Linked DNA regions of Zea mays: region 1 is linked to region 2. Evidence: chromatin contacts called from public Hi-C data. All regions are on one chromosome and are shown on one strand. Each heading gives the region's core, a stretch centred on a gene start, on an enhancer-like site or on the middle of the called end of the contact. The rest is flanking DNA. Distances are from core to core; before and after follow the strand shown.

Region 1 (5,143 bases), core at 1,783-4,282, 190 kb after region 2:
GGGAGCAATTAATTCATCATCATCACCTGGACTGCTGGAGGGACGCGGGTACAGAATTGGCCCTGTCATTCTCTCAATTCCTCCTCGCTGTCAGCGTCAGCTGCAGACGAGTAGCCATTCAACACAGCACAGGTGGTGGCGTAAAGGCCTTTGCAGGGCCAGACGGCAGAGGACAGGCAGTAAGCAACCTGCTAGTGCTAGCTAGGACTAGGAGTGGTAGTATTTGTTTGCATGGATCGCGCGCATGCAGTCTCCGTCTGGCCGGCGAATAGATTCTTCGTCCCCGATCGATCAAGCTCAATTCCATGCGTGCATAGCCGCTTGCGTTGTTGCCTCTGAGTCTCTGACTGACTGGTATACCCAATCCTCTTCATCCCGTGGAATGCGCGCAAGGGAAAAAAAATGGATCGTCGGAGCTGGAAGCCCTGGACTCACTGGAGTTGCTATAGGAGCGATCGAGGCGAGCGTCGGACGCTGTAGGAGCTGATAAGGATGGGCGCTGGCGGCGGCCCCTCCCCTGTCTGGCGCCTGCCGGGCGGTGGCGACCCACCGCACCGCAGCAGCAGCAGCAGCGCGCCGGCACGGTGGGGCCGCCAGGCGCCCGCCACTTCCCCCGGTGCCCGCTGCCCCCGTTGCGACGGACGACGCGATCGACAGGCGCGGCACAAGCGCGACCAAGAATGGACCGGATCCGTCGTCGTGCTCGTGCCTCCCGGTTCGGCGCTCGATCGGCGGCAGGAGCAGGACGTGTGGAACGGGGAGCGCCAGCCCCGCGCGAGAATCCTGCTAGCGCTAGCGATTGCCGTCCGCAATTACGCCACCGCGAAAAGGCCGGGGAAAAAAAGGTCCCGGTCGCGGTCTCGTCCGATCTGAACCCGATCTCCGACCGGTGGTTATCCGGATGCCTGCCTGCCTGCCTGCCTGAGCGTGTGGCTTTCGCCTCCGACACCGCGCAACATGAAGGAAAGCGACGCCGTCCGGCCGACCTGCGTGTGCGCAGCCGCTGCCGCTAATCTCTATATATCCCGTGGCCTAATAACGGGATGCCTGGCAAGGGGGGGCACCGTGCCGTGCCGTCGCCGTCGTGGGCCGTGTGGCTGTCGCGGCGCCGGTGCCACCTGTACGGTGCAGTGCCGCGGGCGGGCAGGGGCAGGCAGCCTGGTGGTGGATTCATTTCGTTTCATTTAACCTTTCTGCCCGCAAATACGCGTCCCCCCCCCCCCTCCCCACTGCCGGTACCCGCTGTGTTCGTCCGGACACAAGTTACTGCTGCCAGGCGGGCGAGCAGAGCAGCAGGCAGCAAGCTAGCAATGGCGGGCCGGGGAGCGCGTGCAACCATGCCCACAGCAGCTGACTGAACGGCACCAGCAGGGGAAGGGGAGGGAGCAATTGGCATGTATCATCAACAAGCTAAGGTCTCAGTCAGGGGGTCCAGGACGGGTTCTGAACTCGGTAATCAAGGCGAGGGCGCACATTGAACGGCAATAGCAGGAGGGTTGCTTCTTTTGAAAAGTCAGGGGGGATGCTCTTCAGTTATTACTGCCCACGGAATAACTCCGATATCCTGGGCATATATATGACATCACGATCTTGCTATCTGCTTGCCTTCTCGCGAACATCTTGACGTTAGGCGCACCAGTTTTATCGGCCAGGCTAACAAACCTAAAGATCCTAATCCTAACAGAATGCTATAAAATACTCGCTCCGTTCCAAAACAGTAGTCGTTTTAGTTCTCTTGATCTTTTATGTCTATAATCAAATGGATGAAAATAAACCTATACACATACTATATAGAACGCATAAATCAAGTGTTGTATGAACACATAAATTAACTAAAACAGATTTTAATTTGGGGCGGTGGGAGTTTAAAACTTATCTATACCAATATTGATAATGCAGGTCTTATTCATTACAACTCAGGCCCTGTTTGGGAACAAAGTTTTTGAAAACCACAGTTTTTGAAATACTACAGTATACTTTAGTCATGACAATACCGCAGTTTACAATACCACAATTTTGGAAACTGAGGTCCAGACCTAAGTTTAGAATACCTTAAAACAACTATAGTATTTGCAATACTTTAGTTTTGAAAACAGAGATTATAGCCAGCTTGCCAAACACCATTCTGTATATAATACTGTAGTATTTGAGAATACTACAGTATTCTTTCAAAACTGTGACAAAACTTCACTTCCAAACACCCCCTCATATTTATATACCCGGCCGCACGCGTCCCATGCATGGAGGAGAGGGGCAGGTCAAATAGGTAACCGCGCTGAAATTTGGTCCAAAAACAAGCTACTTCTTCGTGTTTAGGTCCGAAGAAACGAACATATGCAACTTACAACCTAATTTGATAAATTGAGTGCATTACGAGATTTTTGTCGTTATTTTTTTCTTCTCATGTGCTAAATTGGTGAAAATTATACTCCCACCGCACTATACTACGGATCCAGGACTTAACCTAGAGTATATATATGATACCGAACTATATATTACGTGTCAAATTTTTTTTTATTTTATCCACGAGCATTCTAGGTTTAAGTCCTGGATGCGCCTCGGTCGCATGACGACGGTCGGGGATGATGAGCGCCGCAATCACACAAGTTGGCGCCGGCCGGCCACCAATCATTTCCTCCCAGATGACAATCACAGAGGAGGCTACTTTACTTTACTTTACGACCACTACTGCTACACATGAATGACTGGATGGATGCTGAATTATGCATACTCCTACATTACTATTATTGCTAGACCCAGCCTGGTCCAGTCCAGCTAGCCAGCCTTGTGGAGATTCTCCAAGATGGCAGAGAGAGAGAGAGAGATGTGATGAAAAGATTTGGTCACGTTCGCCTAGGGAACAGCACTGCAGCAGCTCAGCTGTACGCGCTCCATTCCACGGTGCTGGCCCTGGCGTGCTGCGGCGCGGCCAGGGCCACCAGCTCGAGCGAGCTGAGCTCGAACGGATCACAGAGACACAGAGAACAGAGGCAGAGGGGCCACCAGGCAGCCAGCCACGCCACGTACGCGTACGGACGGGATCAAGTGCTCGCGTCGCGCGCGCCCCCTCCGTCCGTCCCTCCGTCCCCATCCCTGTCCCCTGCAATGATCCGGCGCGGCGGCTAGCCCAGCAGGTAGGGGCAGCCCGCAGCCGCCGCGAGAAACGAGAGCCAGAGCCAGCCAAACAACGTGGGAGCTCTGCCACCTTTTCACCCCCCCGGCCCGGCGCGCGTGGTCGTGGATGGATCGGTCGGTCGAGCGCCAATGTAGTAGCCGCTTCGTCCTGTCCCGACCGGCGCCGCGGCGCGGACTGACAGCAGGCATGGCGGCTGCCTGACTGAGTGCCTGGCTGGGAAGTGGGAGCGGGCGGCTGTCGTCTCGTCTAGGCATGCATGCAGATGCAGATCGGATCGAGCTTTGCGGTTGCTCGTGTCCGGATTCTGATGTCAACAGCGCCAACAGTGGGAAGTGGTTAGCGAGCGAGGGGAAATTGTCGATCTGACGTCGTTGGGACATCGAACATGCGTGCCGCATGGCGGGAAAGCAGGGGAGAAAAGTCGGCGGTCACTCCTTGACACTGCGCTGCTCTCTGTGTCTGTCTCTGCTCTGGTGGTGAGCTCCTTTAAGGAAAACAGCAGATGCAGCTGTTCTGCTGCAGCGCCCAGCTGAGTGTTTATCCAGTTGGAGACGAGACTCTAGCTACTGAATTGTTCGCCTCGCCTCAGGAATCCTGTTCCCTTTGCATTTCCTGTTCCCTTTGCATTTTCCATTACCATTTCAGCAACCAAAAGCCACCTTCGAGTCTCGGCCTATCACTGGTTTCATTTGGTATGGTTTGAAAATCAGCATAATGAATGTGCTCTACATATAAAAACGTAAAAAAGGAACAGTCTAGATAACACTCAGGAATCTAAGATCTAACTAACTATCGCTATTCTCTGACTGTTATACCATGATCCAATATTCTACTCTCTCTCTCTCCCCGTTTACAATAAATCTACTTCTAATGTTCAAGATTTTTATCCCACAGTAAGTGCACTTATGGTTCTTGTCCCAGACATAACCAGTAGAGGTTTAGTTATTTTTTTAGTTTTAAAAGTACATACACTACATGTCATGACACCTTTTGTAGGGGCACATGCGCCATTTTTTTCTATCACTAATTTGTGCAAAGACGCTCATAGAATATATTACGCTTATTTTTAGGACGGATGAAGTAGTTTTCTCTGTTATATGTCTAGTAAATATTTTCTTGATTGTTTTTCAAAACGAAAAAAAATACTACACCATATTTGTCCATGTACATCCTCCATGAGGGAGTATAATGCAATCTTATAATCATCAATTTTGTGCGCTTCCGCTTTCTCCTAATTAACTGGTCGTGCCCCTGCTGTATATCGCCACCATCGCCCTTTCCCCTGCCGATGCATATCCCACTTCCATATTGTCTTTGTTTCCTTCCTCTTGAACCCTTGTTCGTTAGCAAGAGGATTGTAGAAGATTAAAGTCCTTTCTATTTAATTTTTAACAGAAAGATATTTAATCCTTTGAGTCTACTTCTAACTAAACAAGTCTTGATTGTTTTTACTATTTAGGGTTGGTTGAAAAGGAGCGCAACAAGTAAGAAGATGTTTGAATGCACTGAAAATAATAGTTAGTTGGTTAAAAATTTGCTAGTAAAATTAACTAGCTAACTGCTAGCAAATAGATAGACAACTATTAATTAATTTGTTAAAAGTAGCTAATAATTAAACTATTAGGTAGACTGTTTGAATATCTTGAACTAATTTTAATAGTTAACTATTAACTGCAGCGCATTAAAACATGACGTTTTCTACCTCTAAACACTCATGCATGGAGCAAATTATGCCCTTAAGAATATGCACTCTCATGTGATCCGTCGTTGGATATGATTTGATATTCATGATGATTATGAGATCCATATATACTCACTGGCACAAATCTAATCGTGCGCCACATGATTGCACATGTTCATCAAAGGCTTATTTTACGTTATCCTGGATCATCCCCTCCCTCTTGATTGAATTGGCCCTACTACTGTCCTCAACATTGTGCTTCCACGTATCGCTTGCCTCGAACACCAACAGGGGCTATAAATGACGAGCCATAGTGATCTTTTTGG
Region 2 (5,123 bases), core at 2,331-4,830:
ATATTGACTGTGTTCCACCTAAGGGTGGTAATGGATTGTGATCCATATGGTTCTTCACAAAATGTCAAGGCCCTAAATAAATTATAGTTCAAAAATGACTAGAAATAAAACCCGATCCTAATCCAACTTGATCCTTAAATCTTATAGTGCAAAATTTACAGCCCATTGTCAGCCCTAGTACTTCCACCTGCAGGTAATCTCAAGGAACAGAAGGGGATGGTGTTACCTTTTCAACCCCTTTCTATGTGCTTCAGGAATATCAACTACTATGTTGATGTACCAGTGGTACGTCAGAGCTGGATCATTTGCAATGAGGTTTCTCAGAAAAAAAGTATGTATTTATTCATTCATTCATAATCCAGTTCTGCTAGCAGGAATTAAAAAAGCAAGGTGTAGCAGAAGACCGCCTGCAGCTGCTTGTTGATGTCACTGGAGCTTTTAGGCCAGGGATACTAACAGCTCTTGTTGGAGTCAGTGGAGCTGGCAAAACCACCCTCATGGATGTTTTAGCTGGCAGGAAGACTGGAGGTCTCATAGAAGGAAGCATCACTATATCCGGGTATCCTAAGAACCAAGAGACTTTCACTAGGATATCCGGATATTGTGAACAGAATGATGTTCACTCACCTTGCTTGACTGTGATCGAGTCTTTGTTATACTCAGCATGCCTTCGGTTGCCTTCTCATGTTGATGCAGACACTCAAAGGGTAAGCCTTGATTGGTTATACATCACACGCGCTTTTTGTCCTCCTTATCTTTTGTGTTCCCTTTCATAGGCTTTTGTTGAAGAGGTGATGGAACTTGTTGAGTTGAATCCCTTAAGCGGTGCTCTTGTTGGTCTGCCTGGGGTAAATGGTTTATCGACTGAACAACGTAAAAGGTTGACAATCGCTGTGGAACTTGTTGCAAATCCTTCTATTGTGTTCATGGATGAACCCACGTCAGGATTGGATGCTAGATCTGCAGCCATTGTAATGAGGACAGTGCGTAATATTGTTAATACAGGACGGACCATTGTCTGCACAATCCATCAGCCAAGTATTGACATATTTGAATCTTTTGATGAGGTAAAAGGAGTAAATAGAAGTCATTATCTAAGCTATCGTTTCTATAAACATGAGAGTTTGTTAGTACAGACAAACATTTTTCATACCTGTGATGAATCTCCACTGGTTAGTTATGCTTACGGACTTCCAGTTTCACTACGAAGTAAAACAGTACGATGTTATATCTAATTTAACAATCGTTGTGATGAGAAATTTTAGTCTGAACACTGATTGGTGGAATTTCCATCGGTCTCATTTACTGAACCTACTATTGTCCCCATGATAGTACTATGTATAATATGATTACAATGCTTAACTTGCATATGCTGCTCAGCTTTTATTCATGAAGCGTGGAGGACAGCTTATATACGCTGGTCCCTTAGGTGCCAAATCGCGTAATCTGGTTGACTTTTTTGAGGTATGTTCTGCAGTATGTGTTTTCTCACTTACACAAACTTGAACAAAGCCTATGTCCTTACACTCTCATATCTGGGAATAGGCAATTCCAGGAGTGCCTAAAATCAGGGACGGCTATAATCCTGCTGCATGGATGTTGGAAGTTACAAGCACCCAAATGGAGCAGATTCTTGGAGTGGATTTTGCTGAATACTATCGGCAATCAAAATTATTTCAGTAATAGAATGACCCTTTTAAAATTCTTTTAGGTCCCGTTTGGAACCCATGAATTGAAACCAATATCTAGAAAGTGCTTCCTGTTTTATTATTAGAAGATTACTTTTCAAATCCTCTCAATTTCCGGGAACCAAACAGGGCCTTATGTTTTTGTATTCACCTTGTCCTCAACATTGATTTATGCTACTGTATTTCAGACAGACCAGAGAAATCGTCGAGGCCCTAAGCAGACCGAGCAGTGAATCAAAAGAACTTACTTTCGCCACGAAGTATGCTCAACCATTTTGTGCTCAGTATATGGCTTGCCTATGGAAGCACAACCTATCGTACTGGAGGAACCCTCAGTACACCGCAGTTAGATTCTTCTACACAGTTATTATTTCCTTGATGTTTGGGACAATTTGCTGGAAATTCGGTTCTAGAAGGTATGCTCCCTGATTGATTTTCCCGCTAGCAAATTTATCTGAATACTTACACATTTTTTATTTCTGCTGAACTGAACCGACCAATTTTTTTGTTGATGTGTAATTGCCAGGGGGACCCAACATGATATATTCAATGCGATGGGTGCCATGTATGCAGCGGTGCTGTTCATAGGAATTACCAACGCCACTTCTGTTCAGCCTGTGATCTCCATCGAAAGATTTGTATCTTATAGAGAGCGAGCTGCTGGGATGTATTCAGCGTTGCCTTTTGCATTTTCTCTGGTAACTCCTGTCAAAGTGTTACCCCCCTGCTAGAAATAATCTTTAGTGCTCATAACATTGTGTTAGCAATGGGATCCCTCTAATAATTACTATTTTTTTTGGCAGGTCACTGTGGAGTTCCCTTACATCCTTGTGCAGTCACTCATATACGGTTCAATCTTCTACAGTTTGGGATCATTTGAGTGGACAGCAGCCAAGTTTCTGTGGTACCTGTTCTTCATGTACTTCACGTTGCTGTACTTCACTTTCTATGGCATGATGACGACGGCGATCACTCCAAACCATACCATTGCGCCTATTATTGCGGCTCCATTCTACACGCTGTGGAATCTCTTCTGTGGATTCATGATCCCAAGAAAGGTATGGGATAAACTAGCGCCCCCATAATTCACACCTAACGTACTGTAGCTGATTTCTAAACCATAGCCTACCAATAATTGTGAATTTTCATGTGACATCTCGTCCAAAAAGTTGAAAGTTATGACAAAAGAAGTCCTAGATTTAGGACACATATTTTTTTTTGTTGCTTGCGTTTCAGAGTTGAAACGCACCGTTTTAATTTTCGTTTGGGCGAGTGGAGGAATGCTTTGCAGACCGACTGCCCTAGATGGGCCCATATTTATTTGTCAGCTTGGGGCTCTAGCTGCAGAATGCATGAGTCCTATCTCTTATGGGCCCATTAGTAGTCCGGTAAAGGCTATTGTTCACAACAACTCGGCACCGCACTTGCCAATGATTTTGTAGAGAGGTCCTCTCTCTCTCTCTTCTCTCTAAAACAAAGTTAAAAACAGAATTAATATTCTTGGTTCAAGTTTGTTTTTCTTTTACTTATTAGAGGGTTTGAACTGTTTATCGTAAAATTTTCCATCTAAAAAAAGCCTTGAATGGGTAGCTCATGTAGACACTGCATGCGTTTTAATTTCTGGGAAAAGCTAGCACAGTTTTCACAGTCCACACTCACATTGGTTTCTCTTTGGGAAATATTTGTCTGACAACCCCTTTGCTCGGCAGCAGGGCCAAGAGTGTTGACACTACTAGATGTTATGCTAATGTTATTTGCACTTGAGCTTCAGCTAGAGGGTGCTCTTGCAGCACTGTTGACTGACCGTCTGTTTTCTCTGGTGAACGCATTGCATGTGCAGCGCATCCCAGTTTGGTGGAGGTGGTACTACTGGGCCAACCCGGTGTCGTGGACGCTCTACGGGCTCCTGACCTCTCAGTTCGGCGACCTGGACCAGCCCCTGCTTATGGCCGACGGCGTCACCTCCACCACCGTGGTGGCTTTCCTGGAGGAGCACTTCGGGTTTCGCCACGACTTCCTCGGCGCCGTTGCGGCCATGGTGGCCGGCTTCTGCGTCCTCTTCGCCGTCGTCTTCGCCCTGGCCATCAAGTACCTCAACTTCCAGCGGCGATGAGAGAGCAAGTGGTTCAGCTAGCTAGCTAGTATAGTAGCCACCGCCGACACAGACCCACCAAACGGATCGCAGCCTACTGTACATGCATACACCGATCAGTGCAGGAGGGCAGCAGCACAATGAATTATGAATGCGATGTACCTACCAGCGCGTCGTATTGGCACAGTTAATTTGCCCATTACCCCCAGAACATTTCGCCGGGGTAAATAATCTTCCGGTCGGTCACGGGAGCGAGAGTGAGAAAAAGTAAAGGGTACTGTATAGCCAGCTATTCCATGTACTTGCTGCCTTGGCCTCCCCTCCATCGTTATACGGTGGCGTCGCTTCATGCAGGGTTTTTTTTTTTGACCCGGCCTTTTTCTCCGGCGCCCACGAGCGGCCGCCGCTGCGCCTATGGGGGGTCGACACCTGCGGGGCTTTTCGACCGCTTTGGCATGCAGCCTTCGTCCTGCGTGATACTTTTGGATGCGTAGGCGGCAGCCGCACCGCAGTGCTTCCAAGCGCTGCAAAAGCCAGCAGAGTCTTGGGAGTGTCCTCTCCTCTCCTCTCCTGCCATCTATCAGTCTCAGTCGAGATCGAGGTGAGTGATCGACCCGCCTATGCAAAAAGACGAGCATCTATGTCTCTGCAGGTACGTGGAACAGGTCGAGTCCAAGCTTTACGTGCGTGTACCTCTTGTTCCTGCCTGCATTCGCAGCTCGACCGAGAAGATGGCAGTTAGTACAAGCTAGCGAAAAAGCGAGAGGCTGCGTGCGTGAGGCCGTGAGTGCATCGTGCATGCATGCTCCGTCCGTCCGGCCTCGGTAGCTTGTCTGCATCCGCCGCACGTTAATGTGTTACCTACGGGGCTACCGGCTACGCTACGGGGTGTCAGGCATGCAGTCTGGTTGCAGCGGCAAAGCCAACGAACAATAAGCCAAAGAGGCAGCCGTTTGTCGCTTTGCATGTGCGGCATCATGATGCGTGTCTGTCATTTCTCGACGACGACGGGCGGACGGCGTGCCCGGCCCGGACGTCGGCCATGACCCATGGCTCGCGTGGGTGGCCGCGCCGCCGTGTGCTTCTTATTCCTACCGACCGAGTTGCATGCATGCATGTACACGATCCAACCGCCCACGCCCTCCAGCTAGATAAAGATCGCTGGCGAAGGGCCGGGCCGTTGATGTGATCGCCGCCAGCCTGCTGCTGCTGCCTGCGCGTACGTCCGTGCCGAGCACGCAATTGCTGATTCCACTGAATGGATGGATGGATCTCCATCTCCTCCTCTGCTAGCGAGCCAGTCAGTGGTCAAGCATGGACAGCTGAGCTAGCTCGATTGGTCG

What was found. Hi-C and Micro-C count contacts between places; a contact is called where the count stands out from the background.
Region 1: a Hi-C map of tassel shows a contact between it and region 2, with 4 times the contacts expected there. The contact joins two enhancer-like sites. A contact is called at or near these places in 10 of 25 Hi-C or Micro-C datasets (bundle sheath, ear, leaf and 3 more).

What each region holds. Positions count from the first base shown.
Region 1 is chr3:10,456,334-10,461,476 of Zm-B73-REFERENCE-NAM-5.0, forward strand. No RefSeq gene overlaps it. Among protein-coding and RNA genes, the nearest start is that of LOC109944919, 6.9 kb to the left of the region's middle. Within about 2 kb of position 3,033, at least 12 of the 20 cell types and tissues checked have an H3K27ac peak or open chromatin away from gene starts, as enhancers often do. A contact at or near this core is called in ear, root tip and tassel, where this site is marked.
Region 2 is chr3:10,268,806-10,273,928 of Zm-B73-REFERENCE-NAM-5.0, forward strand. It overlaps LOC100384030 (glossy13), which reads left to right. Exons shown (of 24, transcript NM_001321723.1): 16 at 194-285; 17 at 375-707; 18 at 777-1,067; 19 at 1,381-1,464; 20 at 1,546-1,679; 21 at 1,877-2,104; 22 at 2,215-2,386; 23 at 2,492-2,746; 24 at 3,529-4,081. The coding sequence ends at 3,801. Among protein-coding and RNA genes, the nearest start is that of LOC100384030, 8.5 kb to the left of the region's middle. Within about 2 kb of position 3,581, at least 20 of the 20 cell types and tissues checked have an H3K27ac peak or open chromatin away from gene starts, as enhancers often do. A contact at or near this core is called in ear, root tip and tassel, where this site is marked.